Linked DNA regions of Arachis hypogaea: region 1 is linked to region 2. Evidence: chromatin contacts called from public Hi-C data. All regions are on one chromosome and are shown on one strand. The core of a region is the stretch at or near the end of the contact, and the rest is flanking DNA. Distances in the headings are between cores, read along the strand shown. Region 1 overlaps LOC112755143. Region 2 holds the start of LOC112755140.

The links. A called contact is a pair of places that touch in the nucleus more often than the background predicts.
Region 1: a Hi-C map of leaf shows a contact between it and region 2, with 2.6 times the contacts expected there. The contact joins the enhancer-like site here to the promoter of LOC112755140 in region 2. A contact is called at or near these places in 2 of 8 Hi-C or Micro-C datasets (both in leaf).

What each region holds. Positions count from the first base shown.
Region 1 is chr16:135,378,600-135,383,715 of arahy.Tifrunner.gnm2.J5K5, forward strand. LOC112755143 reads left to right here. Exons shown (of 19, transcript XM_025803056.3): 16 at 82-160; 17 at 442-581; 18 at 1,406-1,679. Among protein-coding and RNA genes, the nearest start is that of LOC112755144, 7.9 kb to the right of the region's middle. Within about 2 kb of position 3,697, at least 1 of the 3 cell types and tissues checked has open chromatin away from gene starts, as enhancers often do.
Region 2 is chr16:135,280,191-135,285,079 of arahy.Tifrunner.gnm2.J5K5, forward strand. It overlaps LOC112755140, which reads left to right and starts at 1,576. Exons shown (of 3, transcript XM_025803052.3): 1 at 1,576-1,799; 2 at 1,979-2,704; 3 at 3,311-4,807. The coding sequence starts at 2,000. The coding sequence ends at 4,639. It overlaps LOC112755141 (glyceraldehyde-3-phosphate dehydrogenase, cytosolic), which reads right to left. Exons shown (of 8, transcript XM_025803053.3): 8 at 4,790-4,889.

The DNA.
Region 1 (5,116 bases), core at 2,447-4,946, 100 kb after region 2:
TTCACTTTTCAATCATAAGAACTCCTAATCATGCTTCTGTAACTATTTAAATGACAAATGATATGTATAACTATTTTTCAGGTGGCAAATGTGGGAACAAAATGGTTTTATTTTTCTTCGTTGGTTTGTCAATCTGTCATCTAGTTTCTTTTCTCTAAAGGTAAAGTATGACCTCATGTGCATGTGATTTATATCTCATACATGTCAGTTGGGTTTCTTATCAGCATTTTGTTGGACAGGTTTATTTATATAAAAATTATAAGGTGGTGGTGTGTTTAACTTTTTGGGGAAAAGGATAAGTAGAATGGGAAGTGGTGGAGGGTAGTAGAAACATGGTTCTTATCAGTAGTTTTCACTCCCATACTGCATCATACTGTTATATTTTCATTCAGTTGGATATCAACAATTGACCATACAGTGTTTCTAACATATATTACACAGGGGGTCAGAGTTTTGAGAGCAAATCCGGTACTTGTAACGGTGCTTGCTGCAATGATCTTTGCATGCTTGGTTCATCCAGCATTTGGTCTACTAATCCTTCTGTGCTCTCATTTTTTCTTCTGTCACAACGCGCTATGCAGGTATATACATTAAACTGCATTTCTTTGTTGTGGCTACTGGTAAATTACTTTTGATCATTTCAGAGTTGCCATAAACTGTCAAATAAACATCAATTTCATCTTCAACATTACTTGACCATTTAACCACTTCTGCCATGCCCAATCTGCTCAAGTAATTTTATAGGTTATCTATGTCATACCTCGGGTCTATTATAAGTTATAAGGGGAATTAAATAACAAGAACAATATATATGGTAATATTATTGTATGATGGAGGGTGATATTTCCTGGATGCAATATTAGGGAAATCAAAATTGTTTGCCTCAAAAAAAATGATTCCCAGGCAGGTGAAGAAGTTGAGATTTATTCAGTTTTAGTTAATTGGAAAATTAGATTTGTGAGCTTGAATGTTTTGGGAAGAAGTGAAGTAATGAGGAATTTTGAATGGTAGTTATTGTATTTTTGAAGTATCCTTGGATGGCTTACACCACCATTTCATGTATTTGGTTAGAGCGTAATGCACACATTTTTTCATTGACAAACTTTTGGACAAACAAGCTTTATGGGTTATAACTTGACTTTTGGCATGGTGTAACTCATGATCTTTTACTGAGGACATGCACTCTCAAACATTTTGAGAGATTGGAAAGCTATGCTTTATAGATAGCTGTTTTTTGTTTTTCTGTATTGTTTTCGTACTGCTATTGGAGGGATTCTTATCCTGTATTTTGTACCCTCCTCTCTTCATAATGCACTGTTCTTTTGTCAATAATCTGGATGGCTTCATTTATTTTGTTGTATTTGTCAGATATTGTGACCCTCAAAATTTCTTTACATGTGTGCAGCTTCCTCATGGCTTCTTGCCGTAACCATGAACAAAACAATGGAACTTTGGATTCTTTGTCTCAAGTCCACAATGGGTCTGAACGGCCGAGGTTCAAATTCGATGGTAGTTTTGATCGGACATTCCCTTCAGAAAATGACTCTTCCAATAGTCCGGATTCGTCAAAAAGTTTTAGTGACACCCAGTTAGATGCATTCCACCATCGCCATGGGTTGTTGTTGTTGCATTTTGTTGCAACGATGATGTTTGCCCCCTCCATGGTAGCTTGGTTCCAGGTATTGATATAAATAAACTTTTTTCTGATGAACAACTAGATTAAAAGTAGCATTCTTTTGCACTTTAATTTGGAAATCATACCACTTGTTTATTTTTCATAGCCAAATTTAGTAATTAACAACTATTTAAAATTTTGAGAGTTATGTATTAGGTGATAAGGAAAGGCTAAATTAAAAGAGGAGCCAGCTAACAAATGTTACTCCCAAAAGTTTTAATCCAGGTTATTACCCAACTTAAAGGGAAACAAGGGTTTAAACGTAGTATAACCTCGAGAAAGAAGTTTTTAGAGGCAGAGTGATTAGCTTGGATAGAAGTATTAGACTCCTATCTATTAACTTGCTCCATTCTTGTCCATGAACATACAGATGCAGCCAAAACCAATTTAATAAAGTACTAAAGTTTTCTAGTCAATCCTTTGAATTAAAAGCTTTTACTAGGTAGATCAAGTGCAAAAAAGTTGGTATAATTTGAATAATGCATTTCTGTCCTTTGTTTTGTCAAATAATATATTCTAAAAATATATGTATGTTAAAGAAGTCAAAGCAATGTGATAGAACCAGCACTAGCAGAACGGGTAAGCTTTATTGCTGCATAGGGATTGCCAATTAGCACTCCCTAGAAGATTCTACACAGTTGGAACTACCAACTCGGAGAGGGATTCTCTCCGGTTTCTAACAGAATCCGTAACAGAAAATGGACATAAAACTAAATTAACTATAACCTAACTATTTATAGGTAGTGAGTAATAGAGTCCAACAACCTAGCCAGCTGGACCATGCTAACAACTCCTAAAACTGCCACTTAACTGCTACTTACCTCTCCTTTTGTAACACATCCCAAACCTGTTAGTAGTAGGCGTCTCTCTATCAGTACGCCCCCCTTGGACAACCACCTTGTCCTCAAGGTGGAACTCCGGAAAGGTAGCCCGCAATGTTGCCGCTCACTCCTAGCTGTCCGCACAATGAGAGAGGCCCACCTAATGCACCAAATTCTCCAAATCCCCGTCCTCTGCGGTACGTGATGCCACGATCTGAGAAGGATTCATCACCAGCTCACCATCCTCAGCCAGCCCTGGTGGAAGCCTCTGCACCTGCTGCTACGACGGGACGGCTTTTTTCAACTTGCTAATGTGGAAGACCAGGTGAAGTCTGCACCCTGGAGGCATGGCTAACCTGTATGCCACCTCCCCTATCTTCTCAATCACTTCAAATGGCCCATAGTAACGAGGGCTCAGCTTTTCATTGACCCTCCATGCTAGTGCCTGCATCCAATAAGGTTGCACTTTCAAACAAACCCACTCGCCAAGCTTGAACTCCACATTCCTTCGATGCCCATCTGCTGCCTGTTTCATCCGCTGCTGAGCCTGCACCAAGTGCGTCTTCAGCTCCGCGAAAACAGCATCCCTGGCTGCAGTCAATGCTGCCACCTCCTTGACATACGCTGGAAATGTCTCTCCATGGAAAAGAACAGGTGTTGGCACCCCATAAAGTGCTTGAAATGGTGTTGTTTGGGCTGAGGCATTGTAGGAGGTATTAAACCAAAACCCAGCCCATGGTAGCCTCTCCATCCATTTCTTTGGGTAGCCACCCACAAAGCACCGCAAATAAGTCTCCAAACAGCGATTCACCACTTTGGTTTGGCCATCAGTTTGAGGATGAAATGGCGTGCTGTACTTCAATTTTGTCCATGTGGCTTGGAATAGTTCGGACCAAAACTTACTCATGAACACCCTATCCCTATCCGATATGATCGACTTGAGAAAGCTGTGTAGTTTAACCACCTCCTTAATAAAGGCTAGTGCCACCTCCTTGGCTGAAAATGGATGAGCTAGGCGGATGAAGTGAGCGTATTTAGTTAACTGATCGACCACTACCAGGATAGTGTCCAGGACTTTGGATTTTGGCAATCCCACCACAAATCCATTGTAACATGCTCCCAAACTCTCTCCGGAACTGGTAGGGGCTGCAACAGCCCCGCCGGTTTCATCGCGGCATACTCGTTTTGCTGGCAAGCGTGGCAACCAGCAACATAATCCCTGATCCTTTGCCTCATGCTGCGCCAATGAACAGCTGCTGCCAGCCGCTAGGTCCGAAAGAAGCCTGAATGTCCTCCTACCCCACTATCATGGGACTCAGCCAGAGTGGGATCTGAGAAGAATCTGCAGTCAAAACTGCCCTCCCTTGATAAAACATCCTACCCTTATGTAGGGAATACCCCGGATAGTCATCCAAACCCTGCTACAAGGCGACCACAATCTTTTGCAGCTCTTGGTCGTGAGCCACCTCCTCCTGCACCGTTTCCCAGTTCATATGCAGTACCGAGATTGCCCTTGACATCATTTGTCGTGACAATGCATCTGCCGCCTTATTCTCAAGGCTTGGCCAGTACCGGATCTCAAAATCCAAGCCTAATAATTTAGTAGTCCATTTCAAATAAGCTGGGTCCATGAGTTGCTGGTCCGTGAGGAATTTCAGACTTTGCTGATCTGTGAGAACAATAAAATGGCGACCCAACAAGTAATGCCGCCACTTTTGGACAGCGAAGACAATGGCCATCAACTCCCTTTCATATGCAGATTTTTGCCAGGCCCTTGGAGATAGTGCTTGGCTTAGGAATGCTATTGGTCTGCCCTGTTGGGACAGCACTGCACCCAACCTCTCACTCAATGCGTCTGTTTCCAACACAAAGTCTTGATTGAAATCTGGAATTGCTAGAGTCGGTAGGTCTGCCATCAGCTTCTTCAATCTCTCAAAAGCTTCTTGGGCCTTGTCATTCCGTTCAAATGCATTTCGCTTTGTCAACTCCATCAACGGCTTGGCTATAACCCCATATCCTTGCACAAAATGCCTATAATATCTAGTAAGGCACAAGAATCCCCATAAAGCCCGCTGGTCTGTAGGCACCGGCCACTCGAGCATTGCTGTGGTTTTGTTAGGATCAGCCGAGACCCCTTGCGCCGAGACAATGTGACCCAAGTATTCCACTAAGCTCACCGCGAACGTGCATTTCTTCTCATTCAACACCAGTTGGTTCTCCAATAAGATCTGGAAAACTTGTTGGAGGTGAAGGGCATGGCTTGCTATATCATGACTATAGATGAGGATGTCATCGAAAAAGACCAAGACGAATTTCCGTAATAGAGACTTAAGAATGTCATTCATCAAGGCTTGGAAGGAGCTAGGGGTGTTGATCAAGCTGAAGGGCATGACTAGAAACTCATAATGGCCCTCATGAGTGCGGAAGGCGGTCTTGTGGATGTCTTGATCCCTCATCCGAATTTGTGGTACGTGGATTTTAAATCCAACTTAGAGAAAACTGCAGCTCCTGCCAATTCATTGAGTAGCTCGTCAATGACGGGGATAGGAAATTTATCCGGCACCGTAATACCATTTAACGCTCTATAATCAACACAAAAACTCCAGCTGCCGTCCTTTTT
Region 2 (4,889 bases), core at 326-2,825:
GCAAGAGGACTTCCACTGGATGGCAGCATGACGGGACGAGAGAAAATGGATGAAGAGGCTTCGCGGTGAGAAGGGTTGGGGGAGAGGGGGCGAATCGCGACGCGAAGGATTGGCAAGAGTCAGGAAGGGGAGGTGCTGTGACAATAGATAGACTAGGAGTGACGAGAAAGGTTGGAGGGGGAGGGCGCAACATCGCGGTGAGAGAAGTTGGAGAGAAAGATTGCGACGTGAAGGGCTGGAGTGGGAAGATGCATATTTTTTTACCTCCACTTGATTTTTTAAAAAGTTAGCTCTACTTGATTATATTTAGAGTTAGTTTCTTATACTTTCTCTTTTCTCAAATATAACATTAGTGAAAAAATTCGGATGACGAATTTCGACCACCAGCAAGAACATGTGAAATAAAAAAGGCTTCTATTTTTATAAAATTTAAAATAAATTAAAAATATAATTCTCCCATAGTAAATTCACCTTTTGCAAATAATAAAAAAGTAGTAAAATTTGCCTCCAAATTTTATTATTTTTTGAAAGCATCTCTAACTATATTTGTATGTGTCCCATATTTTTTAAAATCATCTATTATTTTCATTTTTAGAGATTTAGTTTGGCCTCCCAAATCATATTCAAAATTTCGCCTCAAATTATAAGCTCTCAGATTTTATTTCTTTTGGGATTATGATATCATAGTCATATTTTGGGCAAAAAGCTAGTAATAAAAGTGCTTTTTGGCCAAAAATCATGTTTAAAGCTTTCCTGGTTAGTTGTCATACAAAACTGTACAATGCAAGCAGTTTTGCTCCCTGCAAATGTGAAGAAAAAGCAATCGATCACTTAACTCTGTCTCTCCACTTAACTAAAATCTGTCTTGGTCTTAGACTCTTAGCTGTTATATAGTTACGCATTTTAGTTCAGTGTCCTACTATCATTTATGCAACCAGCCAATCAATAGCTGAATGATTGTTTTAGGGTTAGTTTTCGTTAGAATCAGCAAGTGTTTATCACTATTCACTAGACAAAAACTCATGGCGTTGATAACGCTGCAACCTATGAAGTCCAGAAAGTGATAAAGACACCACACCATAAAGACGACGGACACATTATAGGCAACTTTTTAAAGTGGCATTATACCACACAATATATGTATGTGCTAGTTTATTTTTTGGAAAATGATGGAGACTAACATTAGTGAAAGAATTGAGTTAGTTTTTTTTTTTCTTTTTCGGTATCTCCATAACTTAACAGGTTAAGAATTAATATGTGAATTTTATTTAAAAATTTGTTATTGATTAATAGATTACTATATATACAAAAGTAAGATAGAATTTAAATCTCAAAATTTACTTAAACAGATTAATAAATTAACTACTAAATTAATTTTAATTGATTAAAAATGTGTATATTAAAATTAACTACTAAAATTAATTACTAATATAAAATACATATTAAAATATAAAATATATATTAAAACTAAACTTATTTATATACCAATACATAATAATTAATTTTAATGGCTAATTTTAGTGGATTGGAAAAATGTTGGTTAGCTTTATTTATCAATTTATTTTTTCCCTGAGGAAAGGAGGTACTCCATAACAAATCATCAAGTCCTAAGCACCCTTACTATCTAGTTGTTTCTTCAATTGTGTTAATCAGCCTTTATCTTCCCTTCAGATTCCGAGATGAACAAAATGATTCAGAAAATATCCTCCTTTGCTGTGTGATCAGCCACCTTCTGCAGTGTCCATTTAGCTTTTCCTTGAAGTGTTTTGAACACTTCCCAGTTCCCACCACATTACCAAGTGAGTGTAATTATGGCTGTTTCCTTTCTTGATATTTGTAATTAAAAATTCTGATTATTACAAACCCTCGTATATCCTTTTAATTAACCATGGCAACTAAGTTATATTATATGGTCTCGTTGCTACTATATTCGTCGTTCTTTCTTTAATGACCATCTGATTTGAGCAATTTCAACTAGGAAGGAACAAAAAGTCTTCCAATGCCTCCAACATATTTCCCTCTTCGCTGGGAAAGCACAGGGGACCAATGGTGGTTCGCATCGCCAATAGACTTTGCTGCTGCTAACGGCCACTACGACTTGGTTCGCGAGCTTCTTCGAATCGATAGCAACCACCTCTTCAAGCTCACCTCGCTCCGCCGTATCCGCCGCCTCGAACTAGTATGGGATGACGACGGCGGAGACCAGTTCCATGACGTCGCCAAGTGTCGCTCTTACGTAGCCCGGAAGCTTCACGAAGAGTGCGAATCGAAGAAAGGAAAGAAGAAAAACGATTCTCTGATCCGCTCCGGGTACGGCGGGTGGCTCATGTACACTGCTGCATCAGCAGGGGACTTGGAATTCGTTCGGAAGCTTCTGGAGAGGAACCGTCTGCTGGCTTTTGGAGAAGGCGAGTATGACGTCACTGATGTGTTGTATGCTGCTGCCAGGAGCAAGAATAGTGAGGTTTTCCGGCTGCTGTTTGATTTTGCGGTTACCGGAAAACAACGTGGTAGTCTGGAGGAGGAGATGGTTCCGTCTGTTTATAGGTGGGAGATGACAAATAGGGGTGTTCATGCTGCTGCTAGAGCTGGTAATTTAGTCATTTTGGAGGACCTTCTTGCAAATTCTTCTGATCTTTTGGCTTATAGAGATGCTCAGGGATCTACTGTCTTGCATTCGGCTGCAGCTAGAGGCCAAGTTGAGGTTAGCTTCTACTCATTTTACTCTTTTTTTTAACAAGACTTTTTAAAAAAAGAATCATCTTGTTGGGAAAAATGTCAATTTTTAGATAAATATATCAAATGAATTAGACCTTTTAAAGGTACTATACAAATTTAATTTTTCTATAATATATATTTGAGAGATAATTTTAATTCTTCACTCCCTTTTTAATTTCTTGTGCTCCATTTTTATGGACTAATATAAATGGGTTCTCTACTGCATTTGTATACTTTTCTTTATTCTTTCTCATATTGCTTTTAACAGAGATTTTTGGTGCTATTTAAATACTTTTAGTAGTTTTATTCACAAATGGAAGAACATAATGTCTGAATAGAGTGCTTGTTCCTTCCTGCATGGTTAAATAACGATAGCAACTAAAAGGTGTGTGTCAATTGAGTGAGGTTAGAGGGAAGAGAAAAGGAAGGAAAGAAAGGACATGTGAAGATTAAAAGGAACTCTACTTTACTCAAGTGTTTCCTTGCTTTCTTTTCATTTCAAAACACTAACTCACAAACCGAATTGTTTTGTTTTTTAATATTACATTGACTTTCTGAATTCAATTATATAGCCTTGTTTTCACCCATGCAGGTAATCAAATATCTCACATCATCATCCTTTGAAATTATCAACTCCACAGACCATCAAGGCAACACTGCATTACATGTGGCTTCATACAGAGGCCAACTACCTTCAGTTGAAGCTCTAGTCTCTGCATCTCCATCATTAATCTCTCTTAGAAACAATTCAGGAGAAACCTTTCTCCACAAGGCCGTCTCCGGTTTCCAGTCACATGCGTTTCGAAGACTGGACCGACAGGTTGAGCTTCTAAGGGAGTTACTGAGAGGGAAGAAGTTTCACACAGATGAGATCATCAATGTTAGGAACACTGATGGAAGAACAGCTCTTCACCTTGCCACCATTGGAAACATTCGCATTGATCTTGTCCAACTCTTGATGACATCTCCATCAATCAATGTCAATGCCTGCGATGTTAATGGAATGACTCCACTTGATTACCTAAAGCAAAACCCGAATTCGACAGCATCGAAAGTACTAATCCGAAAATTGATTGCAGCTGGGGGAATGTTTGGTTTTAGAGGCTATAGTTCAAGAAAAGCCATAGCTTCACACTTGAAAATGCAGCAGCAGGGGAATGGAAGCAGCCCTGGTACTTCTTTCCGAATCTCGGACACTCAAATCTTTCTGTTTACAGGAGTTGAGAATAATGAATGGGATGCTAGTTCTGATGAGGGAAGCGCGACGGCGATGAGTGCTTTGTCTTCATCAGAACACATAGCATACGACTCTGCAGCTTTAGAGCACAGAAGATCAACCACTAGCAAGAGGCTGAGTTCCATGAACTATGCGGCCGCTGCTCGGTTTAGAAGAGTCTTTCATTGTCATAAGGGGAAGAAGGACAAGAGAAATGAAGGATTCAAGAAATCATTTGATGACAAGGTTTCGGAAAAAATCCCGAAACCACTTAGGCACAAATATTTTAGGCCTTCAATGGTTGTAAACAATAAAAGGAACTTTTCTGTGAGGAGTTACCAGTCAAGTCCGAATGCAAAGAAGAGATTTGCTTCGGGAACTGCGCACGGAAATGCGCAATCCGTGCCACATGTAAAGGTTTCAGGGAGGTCAAGGTCTAGTTCATTTTCCATGATGTCATCATCAGTTTCTTCACCAAGATCAATGGATAAGCAAAAGGATATTTGCATTATTGACAATAATGATGGAGCTTCTTGCTCAAGTCAAATGAACAACGATGGTGATGAATCAGAAACTTTGAGAAAGAGAGCTTCTTCAGTTAGTAGAAAAATGAGGAGTCGTGGTTATTTGTGTTTTGGTGAGCGGAGTCTTCTTAATGCGAGAACAACCTTGAAGCGTAAACAAGAAAGCAAGAGCGGGGTTTAGTATATAAGTGATTATTATTTCTGGTGTAATGAAATTTAAGGAAAAGCTTTTCAATGTTAAGTTGTAGAATAATGCTTTTCTCTTACTTTTTATCAAACTATCCTTACTTGTATCCTTCATCCTTATTACATATTTCAAGTCCATAACACGTTAAACCAAATTCAAACGATATAAATTGAAATAGACTCAGACAACATTGTTATAAGAACTAGGACAAATAAAAAATATCAGTATCTCAGAATACGAGATG